3 separate regions of the Mus musculus genome follow, and all the other regions are linked to region 3. Evidence: chromatin contacts called from public HiChIP or PLAC-seq data. All regions are on one chromosome and are shown on one strand. Each heading gives the region's core, a stretch centred on a gene start, on an enhancer-like site or on the middle of the called end of the contact. The rest is flanking DNA. Distances are from core to core; before and after follow the strand shown.

Region 1 (4,315 bases), core at 633-3,132, 270 kb after region 3:
CAGCTGTGATTACCTGTACAAGACTTGGCCTGTCAAAACCCTGCCAAGGAAGGCAGAGGGGCTATAAGGTGCCCACCTTCTGTAAACCACCCTAAGGAAGCTCACTGGGCCACAATCTGCCTGCCTGCCTGCCTGCCTGCCTGCCTGCCTGCCTGCCTGCCTGCCTGCCTGCCTGCCTGCCTGCCTATCTATCTATCTATCTATCTATCTACCTACCTACCTACCTACCTACCTCTCTAAAAAAAGAAAAAAAGAAAGATAATTAAAGTCAAATGTGTACATCCTTAGACTTAGCAATTATATTTCCAAGAATTTTGGTATCTTCATTTCTTTGTCATTGTTCTAAAATGTTGTCTCATTGTGTAGTCCAAATTGACCTTGAATTCCTGATCTATCAAATGCTCCCAAGTACAGCAATTACATATCCATGATTTATTCACACTCACATACACACCCAGAGGCACATGTGCGCATGTATTCCACAAAAGGCATGATCTATGGGTGTATGTAGATGTAACATGATGATCACTGAGACAATGCTTGCAGGTTAATCCAAACAACAACAAAGGGTAAACTGGCTAAAGAGAATATTGTACAACTGTATTTTAAGATGGTAATGTGGTTTGCTTTGGGTTTGTTGCTAAGTGGAAAATGGATGTTAAGATAAAACAGTGTGGAACTTCTGTAGAAGATTGTGCCTATACCTGTATGTAGAACAATACAGAAGAAACTGGTTAACCCCTGATAAGTGGGACCCCAGTCTAGCGTAAAGAGAAGGGATCTTGTGGACTGTATGAACATATTACTTTTACCAATTAAATAAAGCCACCCAGAAACTTTACTATACGTATCAGCTAGCCGGTGGATTCTTCCTCTTACAAGACCACCTTCCCCTCCCAGACTCCCACTCTCTACCACCCTATATTTCTTATAAATACTCGTGGAGATGTTTGTTGCCTCTACTGGCATAGATACCTAGTTTGCACCTGTTTGGGCCTTTAAAGGGGGGAGGGGTTTGCGGGGAATTAGGTGGTGGAGGCATTTTAGGCTTATAAATCAGAGATTTGCTCTACAGGTATCAGAAAGTATTCCTGGCCAGTTTTCTTAGGATTCATTTCTACAGCATTATCCGCCCCATCTAAAGAAGGGAGAAGAGGAAGGGAGAGAGAAGGAGACGAGGGGAAGAGAGGAAACGTTCTAACCTTGGAGGGTTTGTACCCAAACAGCATTACAATCGCAACCTTAAAGTCCTCTCGGCTTAGGTAGCCTTTGTTGTCTTCATCGCATGCTTTAAATACCTAAGGAATATTAAACATCTACAGTTAGTAAGCCAGAAACCAGAAACACAGACATCTTAAACTCAACCTGGTTGTGGAGCTTTCAAAATGCAGTTTCAGTACTCTAGTTTTAATTCTCAAGCAATATAACCGCCGAGTTAAAGATTTCCCTCTGTCCCCTCTCCCCAAAGTTTAAGGAACTTGACCAAGTTTAAGGGGCTGACAAATCCATTCCTCTAAACCGCTGGAATAAACTGTACTCGAAAGCTCAGTCCTGGGATTGGGAAGGTGATGGGACGGATAGGAGGTCGAGGTGATTATCCGTGGACAGTGTGGTGGGCGGGGAAGTGATCAGAGTCCTGCAGCAATGCCAGAACCAAGAGGGGTGACAGAAGTGGCCCTGGTCAGGCTTAAGTCTGAACTCGGGTCGCGCTCCCACACCTACTTTCACCCATTTCCTGCGTTCTGAGGCGCTGGCTTCGCCTGCTCGGGGCCTTGCGCCTGCCTCTGACAAGAACATCGCCACCGACACGGAGACCAAGCCAGGCGTCTCCTCCGCTGCAGCGAGAACACAGACCAGCCACTGCGGCCTCGCCCACCACCGCTGGGACTCAACTTCGCCGCGCAACTCCAACGTCTCCTCCCATTGGTCAGTCTCCGAGCCACTGGCGTTGATTTCGTACTGTCATTGGTTAAAGGCGCTGTTTAACGATGGGGCGGGGCCTCAAGGCCCGCTCCCAGACCTTGGCCCCGCCCCTACTCGATTTTTCTTGTCTTAAGGGAGGTCTGGTACCTCTGGGCTCTCTTAACTCGTTTTGATTGCTTTCAGGCTCTCTCCCAAATTTACAATAAACTCTTTTTGATTATTCTGACCCGTGTCATTGCTAGATTTGGCAGGAGACACACGAAGAATGTGAAAAAAAAAGCACACAAACACAAATAATGAGTGAACACCAAGATTCATTTTTAAACTGCAAGTCTTTGGACGGCCTTCGCAGAGCAGCTACTATGTTTATTTTCGCCCTCTTGGTAACCCTGGCACGTAACACTGTGTCTAGGACAATTAAACGGAATGTCCCGTTTTTTTGAATGTTTACACAGAATTGATTATTCAACCCCCCGGAAGGCGATGCCTGACGTGAGGCTGACTTAAGGAACAGCACAAGAATCCCATACCAGACATCTTTATAGAAGATGAGGAATACCCTCTACCCTTCTGGCAAATCAGTGAGATTGACAAGAACATGACCGTTTCAAAGGAGAAACCTTCAAAGGAGGTTCTGAGTCTGATGGGAGCTCATTTAACTTTTTATCTAGCAGTCGATTTTAAAGTCTGAAGCAGCTGTCTTTTTCTACCGCTCACCCATCTCCCAGAGCACGCCGCTGTCTTAGCCTTGAGAGCCTGAAGCTGCCTAAAAGCATCCCCAGAATGGAGTCGTTGTTTGCAAATTAACCTCGAGAGAGAAGCTACCACAGCTTTCTGTTTCTCTCTTCTTTCAACAGGAAACTAGCAGAGAGTGAGGCGTTCATTCGGCTCTTTTCTGGTCCTCTTGGTCTCAGGCAAATGAGGCTGTCTTTAGGACCCAGTGGGGGGCTTCCGGAAGGGGAAGCGGCTGGCTAGCTAGGCGGCGGCGCCGGCGAGTTTGAACTGCGCGCATGCGCGGGCGCGCCGCGGGGCGGAGTCTCGGCGGCGGCGGCGGCGGCCTGGCGGGTCAGGTAGGTGTCTGCCGCTGCGGGCGCCGGCTCGGGGCGGGCTCTGGCGGCAGCGGCGGCGGTAACTCTGCGCCCGCCCTCCTCATGGCGGCGCGATGGCCGCTGCCATCAGATGTGGTAGTGGAAGGCCAGCAGGGCTCGGTGAGGACCGCGAGGAGAGCGGCGAGGCCGGGGTCCTTGGGCAGGGTTCCTCCGCTCTGAGTCCCGGGAGCCCCGGACCCTGCGCTCCTAACCCTTGGGACGCGCTGCAGAGCCGCTGGCCTTCGCTCCCTCCGTGGACCACGCTCCACACCAGGGACACCGCCGTGATATTGGGCTGTCTTGAGGTTGAAATGAGTCTGTACGCTTGGAATTGTGTCTGGGCAGAGCTGAGCGCTCGGGGAACGTTGGCAGCTTTACGATTTGCTTACTGTACCCCCAAATTACTGCTCCTTGACCATCGTCAGCACCCCACAGCCCAGCTCCTGCAGAAGCGTCCTTATCGCCACGTGTGCACAAAGTTGTGTTACATATGATCATTTTAAAAGACTAGACGGGCCAAGGCACTCTCACTGGGAGTCCCATTGTCTTTAGAATAAAATTCGGCTTTTAACTTGCCTTACTGTCCCCACCCCTTCTTTCTGGACCATTCCTGTGTTACAGTTAGAACCTAGCTACCTCCTCCTGGCCTTCAGCAGGTTGGATTCCATCTGTCTGGAATGTTTCTCGACTGCCTTTTAGCCCGCGGATTCCTTTCCCTCCCAGGTCTCATGCTATGCCACAAATGATTCCAAAGAAAAGTTATCCCTGTAAAATGTAGTGAGCATCTGTAGTCATCTTGACTTTTAGGCTTTTTATGTGTTAATGTGTGCCTTTCACCCTGAAATTAAACCTGTCTAGGATAGAAGCTTTATATTATTAACTCTTTATCCCCGACCTCAATTCTGCTTACTTCCCGGCTCAGAGGAAGGACCACCTTGGAAGAATCTGGTGCCTCTGTCTTAAATGTCTGAGGAGTAGTGTCTATATAGAAGAAATACTGAGTCTGCTCAGCCAACCGGGGAATAGTGGAAGCAAGGTTCTAAGCGGAGTGCCTTTTTTTTTTTCATCAGCTGTTGTGTGTGTGTGTGTTTGTACACACACCTATACAGGCAGTTTCCGACTGTCTTCCTCAGTTGCGCTCTGCCCTGTTCTAGTGAGTCAGAATCTCACAGAACCTGAAGATGGCGGCAGTTTTCTTTCTGGGTGACTGGCCAGTGAACTCTCAGACCTCCTTGACTATCACAATGTTGGGGTCATAGGCACAGGTATTATGCTGGGCTTTGGAACTCATGGCAAACCCTCTT
Region 2 (4,298 bases), core at 206-2,705, 290 kb after region 3:
TCTTTCTGGCATATCCTGCTTGACTTGGGTCTCTTGTGCTAGATGTTAGATAAAATGTTTACCCTCGACATACCGGCACTTATAAAACTCATTCTGGATTACAAGGTGGGCTTGGCGGTGTTTATCTCCAGCTTCTGCTGCCTTTGTATGAAACTTTCTCTTTCAACTTAGCATCATGATGTCTTTATGTTGCCACCAATTCCATGCTGTTTAAATCTGTTCTTAAAACTCTGTTCATGCTAACTTTCTTGGGAGCCAAATATCTTATTTAAAACTTTGTTTGGGATCACATTTATATTTTTTGGCAACTAAAAGATTAGGTTTCCCACTTATAACTTCTGTAATTAAAAATGTAATATGTATTAAATCATATTAGGTAACACCCACCCCACCCCCAAGCCCCCAACCAAAGTATTTTAAATGAGCCTGCTGCATACTGTAATAAAAGCTGTGTTCTGTTTGTCCAATAGAGGGCAGTCAAACAGTTTTGTTTTGTTTTGTTTTGTTTTGTTTTGTTTTGTTTTGTTTTGTTTTTAAAGAGTTGCCTTGTTCCCTTCCCCATTTAATTTTCGGTAGACAGGAAAATTAAGCATTTAAGTGCAACTTTTTAAAATAAATTACTTTTTTCCTATCCTAGGCAAAGTTGGATATTGCATTTGGAACACACCACACGTAAGCAACTTTTATGAAGTGGGGGAAGGTATGGTTTTAATTGGTCAAAGGACATAATCAAGGAGCTCTCTGTCAGCATGGAAGCGTGTGATCTGTGCCTCGGAGGCCTCTGCCTATTGCTTAGGACATCTGCCAAGGCCATTGGCAGACAGAATTCAAGAGTAGTTCTGTGGTCATAGACAACTCTGCGTGCTAAGTCAGGGCTTGTGACAGACCTGCTTTTAAAAGTTCTGTCATTTGGCAAGAATGAATTACATTGAATAGTCTATTATTAGTCAGCCCCATACTCTGATAAAGGAAAACTGATTTTATGGAAAGTTGCCAGTCTGCAAGGCTCCAGTGAACTCCTCTGAGATGGCTCAGGAGAAATTGGCCCACCTCTTCCTCTCACGTGAGCCAGTGACAGCTCGATTTATTTTTAACTTAGTTTCATAGCCTCTCACCAAGTACTTTTAGGGTTATTCGGCTTTTCAAGTGGAAAAAACAACAAAATGCAGTTGTCTTTACTTTAATATTTTTACAAATCACATTTCTCTTGAGGGGATTTGGCAAAAGACTGTGACAGAAGATGGCTGTTCTCTCTTTTAATCCAGGAGTGGAAGTTTGGGCCTTGCTGCCCCCAGAGAGGAAGCAGTGTGCTAGGGGTAGTGGCCGTCCTCGGTCTGGCCTGACGCTGCTTCCTGCTGAAGCTGAGATGGAAAGTGACAGTATTGTGGCTGCCTTTCTCTCTGTGTGCATACAGCAGTATTTTTGCCAGTCTGTTGTGAAAAGGAGCCAGACTGGAAGCAGTTAGGCACGAAGTGATAGTTCCATTCTCTGACTTGTCCTGGGTAACATCTACAGGCCACCCCTAATTGGTAGCTTTTGTCCACTAAGGGACAAAAGAGAATTTAGAGTGAACTCAAGTACTGACTCATGCATAAAATACTCATTTTCTAGCTCTGAGCACACAAGATGCCAATTTCAGCTCAGAATACAGATTGCTGTCAGTGGGGGCAGCTTAGCCTTAATGCAAAGCACCACACAGGAAATCCTTGTCTCTCGCCCTTAGCTGAGACCCCAGGATAAATACATTCTTGATTCTAGAAGGCCCTCTGCCAGCCCTGTCACCATTTGGGCCCCGGTATGATTTGTTGGGCCACTGGTGCCCGATTCTTGTGCTGAGCACGTGGTCTGCGCTGTGTAATGAGCTTCACAGGGGAAAAGTTCCGATGTCCCTCTGGGCTAGCAAGCAATGGAGAGCTTGTCGGTCATGCTGTCACCCCCGGGAGAGACTTGCGGGGTCAGAAGACTGCCTCAGACGCTGGCTTGGTGATGCTTCCCTGTGAATGCAGCAGGGAAGGAGCAAAGGGGAAGCTCCCCTTTGTTTAATCATATCAAAATTATTTGGTTCTTTTAATATCACACACCGGAAAGCAGAGACCTAGGATAAATGAGTTTACGTTCCTTGGGGATGAACATGGGGCTAGAGATCATTTTTAACCTTAGTTTTTAATTTGTTCTTGTTTGCTCAGTGCTACAGTTGATTCATTATTTCCTTGGCCCCGTTCAACCCTTGCTCCTTAGAGCAGCTCACACATGCACATTCTGTAGGTTAAATCTAATAGCTCACAATCCAGAGACGTCAGTGGAGTGGAACCCTCCCCAGCCAGAGAGTATCCAGGGTTTACGTTTTTGCTGGAACATCAGGATCTTGTAAAGGATTGAGATCATGTCTGGAGATTTTAGTTTATTATTTTAAAAATTAGGAGGCCGAGCTAGAAGCAGGAGTTCAAGGACAGTCTACGTGAGATCCTACCTCGCCGAAAATTATCCAAGCAATCCCTGTAATGTCACTGAGTCTCAAGTCGGTCATCCTTGTCCTTGTAGCTTTTCACCTCTGAGTGAGAGCACGAAGCATGGGAGATAGAGAAGGGGAAAGCCTCAGCTCACAGTGATGTGATAACAACTCTCCTCCCAGCCAGCAGGGACAACAGTCACTGTGAGGCAGGTTCTGGGGTGACACACACCTGAGCGATGTACTGACCAGGCATTGGCTGGGTACCACGCACAGGGCACAATAGAAATAGTCAGGATTTCACTCCATCTACAGATGTGGTCTGTCCAGCATCTCCAGGGTGCACAGTGGTTCCAGGCATGATGTGTCACACAATGCTTTAGAATGGGAAAGTTCTCTGGTTTGCCCCAGAGTTGGGCAGTACCTCTGAGGGCTCTGAGATCAATAGGGAGAAACAAAGCAGCTGAATGGACAATGTCCTCATGTAAGCAGGAGCCAGCCATAGCCTGCAGGGAGGGGCATGCTTCCCGCCTACTGCTCCAGCTGCTCCTCTGTCTCACCAAGGCCGCATCTCCCACTCACTTTCTAGTACTGAAAATTTTGACCATCCCACCTCCAGCCATGTCAGTACACACAGTGCCCTGGCTTGTGGGCATGTGTGAGTTCATGCTCATTGTGACTCAGATAGTCCTTTTCCTCCAGCTCAGGCTCTGCACTTGTGTAAAGTGAAAATGCTTTGCTCTGTCAGTAGCGTGTGGCTGCGAGACGTCTCACAGGAAATTCTCAGCTCCCAGGCATGGATCCTAAAGGCTTCTTGCCTCGCAAGCACAGCAGCTGGCATTGTGGGAAAGTGAAGAGCCTTCCCTAAGGATGACGCTTCCAAGCCTGTTCACCTCACAGCCTTTCTAGGCTACAAGGCTGCCATGACCCACGTCATCCGGGAATTGACAGGCCAGGCTCTAAGGTGAACAAGAAAGAAATGTGGAGACTGTGACCATTGTGGAAACCGCACCAGTGGTGGTTGTGGGCATTGTGGGATATGTTGAAACCCCACAAGGCCTCCGGACCTTCACGACTATATTTGCTGAGCATATCAGTGATGAGTGTAAAAGTCAGTTCTCACGTCACCTGAGTTACACAGATGAGTAGTAAGCAGCAGAAGACAAGAGTCACACACTTGAGAAGCGACACTCTAGTTCTGGAGAGAAGATGTAAAGTCCCTTAGTAGCTATGCTTAGGGACTCAGAAAGCCCTGGTGGGCAGAGAAGACTCAGCCCAGTTCCAACTGAGAGGACTTACTTCAAGCCCAGATACAGAGCGGTGACAAGGGTGGCACATGGAATACATGTCTGACCAGGACAGGGCATCAGACATCATCCAGTCTTCAAACTGTAACCGACAATAAGAAATAACATTTTATACCTTCAGTATGTGACCGCACAGCCACGGGCTAACGCAAAGGCTTCCTGGACTGATACTTTCAAAATATGCTGCATATATTTCCATTGTTTGAAACGTGCTAGCCTGTTACACAGCAGAAGATTCTACTCCTACCTTGCTTGCAAAACACAGGGCAAAGATGTCCCTGTGGTCCTTCATAGTGAAATTATAGCCATGGATACTACGGGACCGGTGAAGGGATGTGAGCTCATGCCCCCAGGTGTTGGGAGCCTTTTCGAAAGATAGCTTTTTATGTGTCTCCTTAGATTTTTGGAAGGCAGTGTGTAGAGGGGAGTTTATAATCACTAAAAGTTTGAGTAACACAAGAGGCTAAGCATGCATCCCTCCAGCTGTTGCCCTGCATTCTCACTAGATAATCTGCTTATTTGGAAAATTCTGTTCCTGATAG
Region 3 (3,777 bases), core at 1,030-3,529:
GGGCCAAGCATATTCAAACCACCACACTTAGGGTCATAAAGTATTGCTATCTTAATGACTATATCAGCAGACAACAACCCACGAGATCAGTGTGGACAAGACATGTGCTCTGGGGAACAGCTGGGTCCTGGCATGGTAGGGACAGTGGCTGTGCTGTCTGCTTTCTTGGGGGCTTTATTGCAGTTTGAGGCCTGAGGGAAAACAGGTCCAAAAAGTGAGAAACAGACTTTTCTTGTTACTCTGATGCCAGAAAGACACTGCCCTGAGGCTCTTTGAAACGTAAAAATGACAGGCAATGCCTTCTTCACAAAGACAAATTTCTAGATAACAATCCTCAGGACTAGGCTACATATGTGCTGTCCAACAGAACTTTCCTACAGTGATGGGCATGCGCTGTATCAATGATACCATGAGGAAGATGCTCATAACACACAGCTCCTGAAATATGACTGGCCTGAGCTGAGATGTGCTGCAAGGCACAGACTAGATGCTGGATTTCCAAGACATAGCAGGAAGAGGGAAATCAACGTGTTGGACTCATATGTTTATATTGATCGTCCATCAAAATGGTAATGTTCTGGATACATCACTACCAGTGAAACTCAATTTAACCTGTCTCTCATTGATATGTACATTGCAGCTGCTAATATCTTTTAAGAGACGCCCATGGCACACATATGGTTACCGAGAACCTCACATTCTCAACAGGTGCTAGGGACAGGAAAAGACAAACATAGCTAGATTAGTAGATGCCAACTGGCACATTTTGTACTGCAGCCACCTCTTTGAGAATTGTTAGAATGCTAAGAAAATGTCCAGCCAGTGGCCAGCATCCCGTGTAGGTGCGAGGATCAACACGCCCAGATGTTTGAAATTGTGAGCTGTCTGTCTGAAGCTTCCTGCTTCTGTCAGTAGGGTCTTAACACAGAGATAGTATCGTGGGCGTCCATGATGGGTCATGGTTGGGCTTTCACTCCTGCTCCCAATAGCTACGCCATCTTTCCAACCTCAGGAAGATGACAGCACCGTCCTTGAGGCGTTGCCAGATCACTAACTACTTTGCAATTGAGCACTCTTTTCTTCTCTCAGATGGAGACTCATAAGGCTTAACCTAAGGTTTAAGCACCTGAGTAAATCAGAAAAATGGCAGACGCCATAGAAGGGTCTGGGCTCCATTATTCTAATCTCAGGCCTTCAGGTTTTTGAAGAAAGTTCAAAGAAACACAACACAGCAATTCAAAACCACTTGTTAAAAAATGTGAGGGTTTTTTTGTTTTTGTTTTAGAAATAAGCTCAGCCTTCTGAAGCTGTCATCAAAAGCAGCCCAAAGAGAGGTTAAAAAGTAGCTCAGCGAAGTGCTTTTGTGCAAGCATGAAGAACAGAGTTTGGATCCCAAGGATTCCTGTAGAAAGCTGGGTGTGGCAGCACACACTTATGATCCCAGTGCTGGGGCAGCAGAGCCACCGTGCTCCCTGGGGTCTACTCCAGCCAGTCTAGCTGAACGGATGGAACTTCAGCTTCACTGACAGATCTGCATCAGAAATTAAGGCAAGCAGTGACAGAGGAAGATGCCTAATGCGCACACGCACACGCGCGCGCGCGCACACACACACACACACACACAGAGAACCACCACTGCAGCCAATGGAAGAAAAATAAGTTTGGTTTTAATCTTCAGGAATATGGACAGAAAAAAAGGAGGGAGAAACAAAATTTTCTATTTTACAGGAATTCAAACCATTGAGCCTTCAATGTGTCCTTCTTTGACATCCTTTGGGTCAAGGAGGCAAAGATTCAGGTTCTAATTAGAAAAGTGGAGCCCAGCATAAGTTCAATATTCTTCCACCACCCACACCACCTGCAAAACCGTGGAGAAGGAAGTATTCGGCTCAGCCCCGGAGGGAGTGTGCCTGGTGCATAAATCCTTACTTTCTTAACACTCTCCTTCTGGGGCTTTTACATTCAGCACAAGGAGTGGGAACTGCAAAAATAGACCTCGTGTTTCTGCAGAAGTGAAAGACTTATTGCATAATGGTGGTAAACTGCATCTACTAGAGCCACGTGCCCGCATGCAAACACCAACTCAACTCAAAAATAGATGAGTTTTTTGTTTTTCTTTTTTCTTTCTTCTTCTTTTTTAGATATCTAGCCTTAAAAGAAAAATGTGGGGTCACATGAGTAAAGTTAAAAAAATGATATTGGGAAAATAGAATGGTGTTAGCTAGTCAAAAAAAAAAAATCTGGTCAACAAATTCATTTAATTCCCAATGACTTCTCCCCAGCTGCAAGTTTCTCTTTACTTCTTCTTCTTCTTTTCTTCTTTTTCCCCTTTGTAAGAACGCTACAGAAATGGAAAGGAAATCATCTGTAAACAGAAAGTATCGATCTTGGCAGAAGCCCTGTAAGGCACACGCGTACCACTTCCTTCCTTCCTTCCTTTTGATCCCCAGTAATAAAGGGAGAGAGAAAACATTCAGACAAACTGTCAGAAGGAAAGGTCGCATCCCCTGACCCTTACTCAGCCTTTCCCATGTCTCCTCCTGAGGTTCAACCAGACCCTCGAATCAGAGCAGAAAAAAAAAATTCCTTCTTGCTTGATAACGGTTCATCCACTGAAGCCAGTTGATCTGTGACTATGAAACGGTTGATACGGGCAAGGCCTGAGCTGGGAGGAGAGGAAAATGGAAAGAGAATGTTCGTTTTAAGAAGTGTAAAATCTTTCCGCCAGATCAGCGCCATCATGGACACGAGTCGCGTGCAGCCCATCAAGCTGGCTAGGGTAACCAAAGTGCTGGGCAGGATTGGTTCGCAGGGACAGTGCACGCAGGTGTGAGTGGAATTTATGGGTGACACCAGCCGCCCTATCATCCAAAATGTCAAAGGCCCCCTTCGAGAGGGTGACATGCTCACCCTATTGGAGTCAGAAAGAGAAGCTCGAAGGTTGTGCTTGATGCTGGGTTCTGGATATCCACGATTTAGCCCATGGAATGACCTACAATTGTTAAATAAAGCATTTGTATTAAAAGAAGAAGAAGAAGAAGAAGAAGTATAAAATCTAGGATGTAGAAAGGCAGCTTGCCATAAAGTGCGGAGTGAAGCAAGTGTTACAATAGTGTGATACAAAGGCAGCTAATGCCCTGTGAGAGCTCCTGCGTCAGAACGCCTGGAGGTACTGTTTGCTTGCTAGAAATCTAGGTGCTGTTCTGGAAAATACAAGTTTAAGAGGAGATGGAAGAGAGACTCTAAGACTGTCCAACCTAAGAGTAGACAGACAGGCTGAGGACAGCATGGCCTCCAGCCACATCCCTGAGTCTGAAGGGAAAAAGTCCCAATGGACAGAATCCTCCCACCAGTAGCGTATCCAGAGCATAGCCAGCACCCAAGGTCACGTCATTTGTCTCCTGGAGGGGCTATTTTTGGAACCCATGTGACAGGGCACTGACAGTGTTTTAAGCAGCTGGACAGTCCAGACAGGAGTTGGATCACAGAAGACAAACGAGGGGACACTATGTGCTTCCCTTTGCAATCCTCAGTGGTGCCCCCCCCACCCCCCCGCAGCTTCAGAAGAAAGGCCAAAACCTTTTAAAAAGGCTTCCCTTGGTAAACCGGAACAGTATTCGGTATCCTGGGTGGCTAAACAGCAGGGAAGGAGGGTACAGCACAGGGCTTTAGGGCTGATGCGCAAACCTGGTTCTCTCTGGACTTGGTGTTCATTTATATCCGGGCTTCTCGGACATCATCTAAGTATTGGGCGCTGCCGTAAATGCTGGGAACGCC

The links. HiChIP or PLAC-seq counts read pairs in DNA pulled down with a chosen protein or histone mark.
Region 1: a contact with region 3 is called in an H3K4me3 HiChIP or PLAC-seq map of bone marrow-derived macrophages, with 2.8 times the contacts expected there. The contact joins the promoter of Efcab11 here to the enhancer-like site in region 3. A contact is called at or near these places in 4 of 39 promoter capture datasets (3T3-L1-derived adipocytes, embryonic stem cells, frontonasal cranial neural crest and 1 more), 3 of 115 datasets of contacts at active chromatin or transcription factors (bone marrow-derived macrophages, large pre-B cells and stem cell-derived neural progenitor cells) and 3 of 9 other capture datasets (adipose tissue, liver and macrophages).
Region 2: an H3K4me3 HiChIP or PLAC-seq map of bone marrow-derived macrophages shows a contact between it and region 3, with 3 times the contacts expected there. The contact joins two enhancer-like sites. A contact is called at or near these places in 2 of 115 datasets of contacts at active chromatin or transcription factors (bone marrow-derived macrophages and large pre-B cells) and 1 of 9 other capture datasets (adipose tissue).

The regions. Positions count from the first base shown.
Region 1 is chr12:99,881,560-99,885,874 of GRCm38.p6, forward strand. It overlaps Efcab11 (EF-hand calcium binding domain 11), which reads right to left and starts at 1,883. Exons shown (of 6, transcript NM_030172.2): 1 at 1,723-1,883; 2 at 1,203-1,298. The coding sequence starts at 1,797. Tdp1 (tyrosyl-DNA phosphodiesterase 1) reads left to right here and starts at 2,959. Exons shown (of 16, transcript NM_028354.5): 1 at 2,959-2,993.
Region 2 is chr12:99,901,711-99,906,008 of GRCm38.p6, forward strand. It overlaps Tdp1 (tyrosyl-DNA phosphodiesterase 1), which reads left to right. Exons shown (of 16, transcript NM_028354.5): 6 at 638-672. Among named protein-coding and RNA genes, the nearest start is that of Tdp1, 19 kb to the left of the region's middle. Within about 2 kb of position 1,456, at least 83 of the 459 cell types and tissues checked have an H3K27ac peak or open chromatin away from gene starts, as enhancers often do. A contact at or near this core is called in bone marrow-derived macrophages, where this site is marked.
Region 3 is chr12:99,606,487-99,610,263 of GRCm38.p6, forward strand. The region is part of intron 2 of Gm26839 (predicted gene, 26839); the gene reads left to right. Gm35644 (a long non-coding RNA gene) reads right to left here. Exons shown (of 4, transcript XR_001780667.2): 4 at 3,610-3,777. Among named protein-coding and RNA genes, the nearest start is that of Gm35644, 12 kb to the right of the region's middle. Within about 2 kb of position 2,280, at least 31 of the 459 cell types and tissues checked have an H3K27ac peak or open chromatin away from gene starts, as enhancers often do. A contact at or near this core is called in bone marrow-derived macrophages, where this site is marked.